3 separate regions of the Mus musculus genome follow, and regions 1 and 3 are each linked to region 2. A link is a contact called in public HiChIP or PLAC-seq data. All regions are on one chromosome and are shown on one strand. The core of a region is the stretch at or near the end of the contact, and the rest is flanking DNA. Distances in the headings are between cores, read along the strand shown. Region 1 has its middle 4.9 kb from the start of Gm39360. Region 2 has its middle 47 kb from the start of Gm36033. Region 3 holds the start of Scarletltr (Scarletltr, erythroid developmental long intergenic non-protein coding transcript).

Region 1 (2,854 bases), core at 149-2,648, 210 kb after region 2:
GACTGCTCTTCCAAAGGTCCGAAGTTCAAGTCCCAGCAACCACATGGTGGCTCACAACCATCTGTAATGAGATCTGATGCCCTCTTCTGGTGCATCTGAAGACAGCTACAGTGTACTTACATATAATAAATAAATAAATAAATCTTATAAAAAAAAAAAAAAGAAAGAAAGAAAGAAAGAAAGTGGAGCAGAAAGGAAACAAAATCCCACACATTTAATCACCAGCCAGTGGCGTCTATGGCACTCAACTGTAGTCATGCTATTGTTGGGACTTTATGGTTAGGTTGAACCTGAGCTGCCCAATAACGGGGGCCACTTGCCACATGTAACCGACTGAATTAGAGAGCCTGAATTAGGCCATAGTGACCCAAATGCTAGCATGAACCATACCTCAGCTTGGTAGGGAAGATTATCTTATGTGTGATGTGATGTGTGTTCCTTTGAGGGATAGCTCAGGACTTGGGTTTCCCAGGGTCCCCTTCTCCTCCTTCCCCATCCCATAGCCCACAGTGACAAGGAGGAGAAAGGATCAGCATCTGCTGGGGGAGGGGGAATTCTAGGATGGCAACTGAGGACCTCTGAGGACCTCAGGGTCAGTGTGTCTCTGCTAGCCATCAGACGGTTTGGGGAGATGAGGGAGCATGGCAGATGGTGGCTTCGAAGTCCTAAGGCCTATTTCATACAGCCTGTGAGTTCAGAGACATGTGACAGGGGACCCTCTCTGTCCATGCCATCGTGGCTGTTGCTGTTATTTTCTTTCCAGTGCCCAGAACTGTGCCTGGATGGCATAGGGCTTGACAAGAGGATTTTGAGTTTATGAGTCCAGTGACTGTGATACTCACAGAATCACCTCATGGTGTGTGATTAGCCTCACTCTGCAGAGGTGAAAACTGGTCGAAAGGCATTCAGGAAACCGAGGGCTGGAGTTCAGCTTGGTAGAGCACTCATCTAGTGTGCTGCACAAGTCCCTAGATTCAATCCTCTGCACGGCACAACTGAGAGGGACGGCACACACTGCAATCCCAGCACTTGGGAGATAGGAGTGGAAAGGTCAGGTGTTCAAGGTCAGCCTTAGCTACCTGGGGAATTTGTGGCCAGCATTGGCTGCAGGTGACCCTGGCTTAATAAAACTTTTAAAGCTTTCTTGTGTCCCCAGCTGAGCGGCACCAGCCAAGGCCCCGGCGCACAACTGGCAGGGTGCAGGATGCAGCTCTTGAAGTCCATATCCTAAGGCAATGTCCTTCTCTAGTCCCAAGAACTTGAGTAAGGCTCTTGGGTCCCACAAGCTGAAAGAGAGATCCCAGCAAGAGGTTCGCACTCTGTGAAGCCAACCTCTTCCCTCCTTGTCCTTCCCTGACTCTAAAGAGGCAAAGCCCAGGAGGACAAGGGGTGACTCAGACACTTCCTGTTTTCTTGGCCACAGTAACATCGAGATGGAAACCGCTTAGGCTGGGGTTCATGGCCTAAGAGAGGGGGCTTGGAGAGAAGGTCAGAGTTGCAGAGCCAGCCTGCTCTGGGACAAGGTTGGAGCCAGCTGGGTGAAGCGGCACAGTGTGGTTTCCTGGCCTGGGTGACTGAAGACAAGCGTGGTTTGACGGGTGGCTAGATCAGCAAAGGAGAGAGGGCTTGGGCCAGCTTTTCTTGAAGTGTAAGGGGTTTGTTTTGAGTCCTTGGGGATTGAAGGAGGGCCCAAGGTTCTGCCTTTATTCTTTGGTACAGGCAAATCAGACAGGCTGGGAGGTGACAGGGAGGGGGTGGGGCCCTGCAAACCAAATCCTGGGTGACCAAGAGCTGGGATACATTATGACTGCCCTTCCATGTGACTTCAGAAAGCCCACATCAGCTCTATCGCAGAGTGAAGCTCCCAAAGAGAGAAGGTTTATTTTGGCTCGTGGGTGTAGGGGTTTCTGTCCACAGCCAGCAGCCTCATTGTTTGAGGCCTCTGTTGAGGACAACACACCCATCCGCTCTTCTCAGGACCCAGGAAGCAAAAGAGAGAGAGAGAGAGAGAGAGAGAGAGAGAGAGAGGAAGAGGAAGAGGAAGAGGAAGAGGAAGAGGAAGAGGAAGAGGAAGAAAGGACTGGAAAGATGGCTCAGTGGTTAAGAGCACTGGCTGCTCTTCCAGAGGTCCTGAGTTCAATTCCCAGCACCCACATGGCAGCTCACAACTGTCTGTAATTTCAGTTCCAGTGGATCTAACACCCTCACACAGACATATATCAGGCAAAACACTGATGCAAATTAAAAAAAAAAAATTAACAAAGAAAGAAAGAAAGAAAGAAAGAAAGAAAGAAAGAAAGAAAGAGAGAGGCTGGCAATGAAGCTCAGTTGGTAGAGCACTTGCCTATCATGCACAGTGCCTTGGCTCCAATCCCGTGCATCCTGTAACTAGGCATGGTGGTACACACCAGGTATCACTTGGGAAGCAGAGGCAGGAGTATCAGAAGTTCAAAGCCATTCTCACCTACATAGCAAATTCAAGGCCAGCATGGACTGCAAGAGACCTTTTCTAAAAAAAAAAAAAAAAAAAAAAAAAAAAAAAAAAAAAAAAAAAGAATCCTGGGAGCTAGAGAGCACTTGAGGCCCTACCCTGAGGATCAGAGTTCAGATCTTAGCATCCTGTCTGCTCTCTCTCTCTCTCTCTCTCTCTCTCTCTCTCTCACACACACACACACATGCATGGAGTAAATAAATCTAAAAGAAGAACGCATAGATCTCTGATGAAGGATAACTTGGCAGCATCTATGAAAACCACAGATTCCAGGGACTGGAGAGATGGCTCAGTCATTAAAAACACTTCTGTCTTTCCAAAAGACTCAAGTTCAACACTCACATTGGCATGCTATCCATAGCC
Region 2 (3,019 bases), core at 118-2,617:
GAACCCACAAGGTAGCCAAAGACCAGCTACGAGTGTGCCCAGTTCTTAAGCATGAACTTTGTAGGTGACAAATTCATGTTAACATGTCTGTTGCAAGGTTGGACCCACCTGGTAGGCCTTGAGTATGGGCCTCAGGCTTCAGAACTGGCTGTGACTTGTGTCATTTCCCAGTTGCCGGCTTATCTCAGATGGCTTCTGGAGCTGAGATAGAAGGCAAGGTGCCCTGGGCTGATTTACATGGTCAGGTCAACAGGCAGATGGAGGGCAAACGCTGTCAGGGTGCTGAGTAGAAAGAGCTTTCCACTCCCTTCTCCTGCTGCATCCCACCTCAAGGTCTACATAGGACTTCCCAGTCAGTACTGCCGGCGAAGACAGAAGGACAAACAGATTCACAGACGTGTGCCACACAGCAGGTTTTAACGCCCCGACAACTCTCCCTGGTCTTTCCTTGTCTCCATGTCATCATGGATGCTGTGAAACTCCTGTGAGTATTGGTTACTAAAGCTCAAAGATGCCTTCAACTGCAAAAATCCCCTCTAGCCCAGTCAAAACAAAACCCACCTCAACTGGCAGTATCAGTGTCGACCGGCAAAGATGGGGTCTGAGTGAGCCTTGGAGGTAGAGGGGGTTGGGGTCTGAGAGGGAAGGGGACTAGAGTGCCTTGGTCCTTAGCACACGTCACAGGGAACACTCTGCAGGACCCCCTCCTTGTGTGTCTGGGATGGGGCATGTGTATGTGTTGCGGGGAGGGGGGCTGTGCACATGTGTGTGGAGGTCAGAGGTCAACCCTGGGTATCACTTCACTTAGTCACCAGCCACCCTGGTCTTTTGTTTGTTTCATTTTGGAGACAGGTTCTCTCACTCACCCCAGACTCAACAAGTAGGCTAGATTGACACGGCTGGCAAACCCCAGGATCCATTTGTCTTTGACTCCTCAGTGGTGGAAGCATGCACCAGCTTGTTTTGGGGTGCTGGGGATTGAACTTGGGGGCCCTCATCCTCACACCTTACTCACTGAGCTATCTCCCCAGCTCTCTGTGGGGCCCCTTTCATTAGACATCCCTCTATTCAGGACATCTAGACCCTCCATGAACATGTGAGCAGTTTACTGTGCAGCAGCTAATGCCAGGCCAGGGACTTAGTGGCTCCTAGCGGGGACAAGACCCTGTGCTTCCAGGAGCGAGTGTGGGATTTCAGATCTGTAATAGGGTTCACCTCTACAGGAGAAAAGGTCGGAACCCTGGCAAGGACTGAGCCAACGTTCACTGGAAACAAGAGCCCTGGCAGAAGTCTCCACTGAGAGAGCAGAGCGGGCTGAGAAACCGCTGAGCCCTGCCAAGCCCTCTGTGGAAGCCTGCACATTCCCGGGCAGCATGCTTCAAATACTTTCCGTGGTTTCACCCCTGGAGGGTTAGAAGAATCTGCAGTTATGACTCTGGTCTGCAAAAACAATTTGGCTAGCGGGCAGCAGCGACTTCGCAGGGGGTGGAAAGTCTGAGTCGTTGGCCCCAGGAATGTGCAGGAGGAGTAGGGGGCAGTGGCCACTACTTCCCCCTAGGGCGTCAGCCTAGGAGGTTCCTAATCGGTGAAAACGTTTGCTGTGTAACCTACTAAGTGCCATCCTGTGCACACTGAGGATCTAGTGTGGTGATCTGAGGAAGGTGACACACAGGCGTGTGTGTGTGCATGTGTGTGTGTGTGCATGTGTATGTGCATGTGTGTGTGTGTGTGTGTGTGTGTAGGCCGGTGTGTGTGTGTGTAGGCCAGTCTGTGTATCACATGGTACCTGGCACCTGAGGAGGTCAGAGGAGGGCATCAGATCCTTGAGCCACCATGTGAGTCCTGGGAACTGAACTTAGGTCCTTTGTAAGAGGCAGTGCCTCTCTCTCTCTCTCTCTCTCCCTCTCCCTCCTCCTCCTCCTCCTCCTCCTCCTCCTTCTTCTTCTTCTCTCTCTCTGCCACAGAAACCAGGCTCTCAGCTGGGGCTCTTACTACTCCCTCCCATGCCCCAGCCCCACCCCATGTTTGTCCCCTCTTACCCGGTTTGAGAACCCTTTGGGGGCAGACACTCGTGCCCTGAAATGGAGTGGGATGGCTCAAATCCCTGACGCTCCTGGCTACCTCTGAACAGACCCTCCAACGCAGCCCCTGAGGACCTCCTTCCGGTTTCTGGCACACAGCAGGTGCTCCACCTGCAGAAGGTGCTCCTCTCACAGAGACTAGGCAGTTTGTGGTGTGGCTGTGTGGTAAGGAACAATCTCTATAGTTTCTTCAGGCCGTTTCCTCATGTAAAATGCCCTCTGAGGGGCCAGAGTGATGGCTCAGCAGTTAAGAGCACAGACTGCTAGTGCCCAGGACCAGAGTCCACCACCCAGCACCTACATTGCTCAGATCATAACCAACCATTTGTAACTTCAGCTCCAAGGAATCTGTTACCGTCTTCTGGACCTGCACAGAATGGCATTCACATGTATGCCCAACACAGAAACACATGCAAATACACATATTAAAAAAAATAAAATGGGCTCAGGCAATAAAGTATTTGCTTTAGAGTCATGAGGACCTGAGTTTGATATCAGGACTATATGGGGATGTTGGATTAACTTTTCCTGGAAGAATAAATGAATAAATAAGTGAATATAAATGAAGTTGTGTGTGCTGGTTCTTGCTTGTAATCCCAGCACTAAGGAGGTGGAGACAAATGGACCCCCATGGGCAGCCCGTCTAATACTTGATGAGGCCCACAAAGAAATGCTCGAATCTCTAAATGATATTTCCCACCACTTAAGATCTTAGTAATTAGTTCATCTCATCCCTCGTTCTGAAACATAAAGGTAATTGATTTCTAACATGTAATAAAGTGAAGTCGGCTTAAAAAAAAACAAAAAACTGTTGTCAATACCTGAAATCAGATAAAATTTTAAATGTTAAAATTTAATTTGGGGGTGGACGACGTGGAAGTTGCTGGCTGACCAGGCTTGGAGGAGTCCGCTTCAGAACCGGAGTCCGGGAGCAGCGG
Region 3 (2,842 bases), core at 77-2,576, 180 kb after region 2:
GCCTCTGAAGCAGATGAAGCAGAAAGAGACTCCAGGAGGTAAAGACACTTGGCTGAGGTCACCCAGCCATGCAGGTGGAACTGGCACCCTATGGTCTTGCCCAAACACTCAATGCAGGCTCCCTGCGAATAGTCTATGCTCCTGCAGAGATGGCAGTGGGCAGGAAGGAGCCTTGAGTCTCTCCCAGTCTGTAGGCTGTGAGGAGGCCCTGCCAGGCTTTGGAAGACACCCTACTACAACCCTGACCACCAGAGGGGCACAGGAATCCCCAGAATATCGTCTTCACCAAGTCCCAGTTCTTGGAGGTTAAGAGCTGTCCCTGTGATTGGCAGGGACAGGCAGAGCTTAGAGAAGATTAAGGGGGCCACACTCTTATTTTTTTTTAAGATTTATTTATTTATTATGTGATTTATTTATTTATTTATTATGTGAGTACACTGTAGCTGTCTTCAGACACTCCAGAAGAGGGCATCAGGTTTCATTACGGATGGTTGTGAGCCACCATGTGGTTGCTGGGATTTGAACTCAGGACCTTTGGAAGAGCAGTCAGCGCTCTTAACCACTGAGCCATCTCTCCAGCCCCCACACTCTTATTAAAAACAAAACAAAACACCCTGTGTTAGAAACAAAGCAAAATGAACCCTACTGCCCACGTGGCCCTCCCCTCCAAAAGTGCTGACTCAGCCCTTCCACATTCTAACTGTGTGTCCTCTGAGAAGTTGGTTGACCTCTCTGTGCCTCACTTTTTCTTACTCATAGAGTAGGATTCCAAACAGCATCTACCTTACAGACAGGGGGTCGTGGGTGGTTCTGTGAATTAATACATATCAAATGCTCAGGACAGGTCACACAATGTCAAGTGAAACCGAGACGTTCGATTTTCAGGATGTTCTGTCATTGACCCTCTCTGGCATCCTGGTGAACTCAAGTGCTTTCTGGAGTTTTTTCAGCCCCAGAAATCCATGGGGTGGCCACACTGTGTACATATGCACACGGTGACCCTATCATTTGCAGTAAAAGGATAATGGCCTTATACTCTTGACCCAAGATGACCTGCCCAAGTGTCCTGTGGGGAAAGAGAGGGGTCATGAGAGGTCAGCAGAAAGTCACCTCCATGGTTATGTCCCATGACTCCTTAGGCATCTGGAGAACAGGGGCCAAGCCCCCTCCTCATAGGGCAGTTGGGGGATTCAGATAAATACCTACCCCAGGAACACTTCTCTGTGACCGGAGGCCCACCTGCACATCAGTTATGATTCAGCACCAGAAAAGGGGCAGGGGTGGGGCAGGCACTCTGTAGCTGAGGAAGTGGGGCCCGACAGCAGCAGACCCAGGGCAGGGACCGGACCAGGGAGCAAAAAGATGGGGGAAGACACAGCTTCTGGTGTTCCTGTAGCTTTGGGTAAGTTTATCTCAACTGCAAAGAGGGAAGAAGCAGGAGCAGGAAGCGGAGAGAAGGAAGGGGTGAGGGTAGTGAAGAAGAGGGGAGGGGTGAGGAGGAGAGAAATGGAAATGGTTAAGGTGGGGAGGGAGGGAGGGAAGGAGGGAGGGTAGAAGGAGGGAAAGGGATGAAAGAAGGCAGGAAGGAGAGGAGAGACAGTGAAGAGATGACAGAGAACAAAGCGGGGAAGGGGATAAAATGGGAGAGGACAAGGTCAGCACAGAGGTGAGCCAGCGCGGGGGGGGGGGGGGCAAGGGGGTGGGGGGAGGATATTCAGGGAACCCCACTACCCCCACCCCCAGCCACACAGGCTGGAGTGGCAGCCACCCACCCTCCAATGCCATCTCCCTGCTATTCCCAGTCCTTTCTGAGACCAGAGGACACGCCCCATAATCTTGTCATTCAAAATAAAAGGTGCAGGTCAAAGGTGTGTTCCCTTCAGAGCCCTCAGCACACCAAAACCTGGGCCAGCCTCAGCAGCCCCCTACCTCCTTCCACTGGGTCATAAACCTAGGCTGCCCTGTCTCAAAGACTGGCCCATTGGGACCACCGGCATGTGGATGCTTCTCTTCTTCAGTTGTGTGAGAACAAATTGTACCAAACTCCTACACTGCTGGACAGCCTGGCTTTCTAGGGGAATGGGGACTAAGTCGGGACATTCTTCTGCTTCCAGGATAACAGACCAAGCCAGAGCTAACTGCAGGATTCTTCCTGAAGCAAGGAAGGGTTTCACAGCCCTGACCACTAAGTCCTTGCCTGTGAGCTCCAGAAAAGTCAGAGTTAACAACTCGGAAAGATCTGTGTTCCCTTCTTTTTACATTTAATATGTGAACACTCACAACAGGATGTGTATATGTGGATGGAGGTCAGAGAACAACCTTGGATGTTGGCTCTTGCCTCTCACTCTGTTTGGCAGTCTTTTCTTCACCTCTGCCTACGAGAGGCAGTCTGACCTGCTGGGTTTGGGGATTTTGTCTCTTCCCCACCCCACCCCCAGCCCCCATTTTGGGATTACAGATTTATAGTACCATCTGTATGTCCAGCTTTCTGTGAGTTCTGAGGATTTGAACTCAGTACCCACTAAGCCATCCATCTGTCTAGACCCTGTCTCTCTGTCTCTCTGTCTCTGGCTCCCTCCCTTCCCCAGGCTCTCGCTGTGTAGACTACTCTGTAGTGAAACTCAGACCCTGACCATCTCTTGCGTCTCAGCACTGAGATCAAAGGTGTGCGCCACCACACCCAGGGTCTGTCATCCTTTATGAAGAAGTACATCACATCAAGCTAGGAAATCAGTGGTAAAGCCCAAACTAGAAAGACTCAAAACTCATAAACTCTTTTTTAGATTTATTTCTTTATAGGAGCCAATGAGATACTTAGCAGATAGAGACACCGCCAACCCTG

What was found. HiChIP or PLAC-seq counts read pairs in DNA pulled down with a chosen protein or histone mark.
Region 1: a contact with region 2 is called in an H3K27ac HiChIP or PLAC-seq map of heart atrium, with 3 times the contacts expected there. The contact joins two enhancer-like sites. A contact is called at or near these places in 2 of 15 datasets of contacts at CTCF or cohesin (the G1E-ER4 cell line and embryonic stem cells), 20 of 484 Hi-C or Micro-C datasets (ECoMG myeloid progenitors, the G1E-ER4 cell line, the MPC-11 cell line and 13 more), 7 of 115 datasets of contacts at active chromatin or transcription factors (the HPC-7 cell line, bone marrow-derived macrophages, cardiomyocytes and 3 more) and 5 of 9 other capture datasets (adipose tissue, embryonic tail, liver and 2 more).
Region 3: a contact with region 2 is called in an H3K4me3 HiChIP or PLAC-seq map of craniofacial prominence, with 4 times the contacts expected there. The contact joins the promoter of Scarletltr here to the enhancer-like site in region 2. A contact is called at or near these places in 2 of 15 datasets of contacts at CTCF or cohesin (embryonic stem cells and hippocampal excitatory neurons), 13 of 484 Hi-C or Micro-C datasets (the G1E-ER4 cell line, bone marrow-derived macrophages, cortical neurons and 8 more), 20 of 115 datasets of contacts at active chromatin or transcription factors (the HPC-7 cell line, acute myeloid leukemia, bone marrow-derived macrophages and 14 more) and 1 of 9 other capture datasets (embryonic stem cells).

What each region holds. Positions count from the first base shown.
Region 1 is chr9:64,104,038-64,106,891 of GRCm38.p6, forward strand. No RefSeq gene overlaps it. Among named protein-coding and RNA genes, the nearest start is that of Gm39360, 4.9 kb to the left of the region's middle. Within about 2 kb of position 1,399, at least 82 of the 459 cell types and tissues checked have an H3K27ac peak or open chromatin away from gene starts, as enhancers often do. A contact at or near this core is called in adipose tissue and heart atrium, where this site is marked.
Region 2 is chr9:63,895,169-63,898,187 of GRCm38.p6, forward strand. It overlaps the pseudogene Gm18541. Among named protein-coding and RNA genes, the nearest start is that of Gm36033, 47 kb to the right of the region's middle. Within about 2 kb of position 1,368, at least 113 of the 459 cell types and tissues checked have an H3K27ac peak or open chromatin away from gene starts, as enhancers often do. A contact at or near this core is called in adipose tissue, craniofacial prominence, embryonic fibroblasts and 4 more, where this site is marked.
Region 3 is chr9:64,079,435-64,082,276 of GRCm38.p6, forward strand. Scarletltr (Scarletltr, erythroid developmental long intergenic non-protein coding transcript) reads left to right here and starts at 1,327. Exons shown (of 3, transcript NR_040743.1): 1 at 1,327-1,402.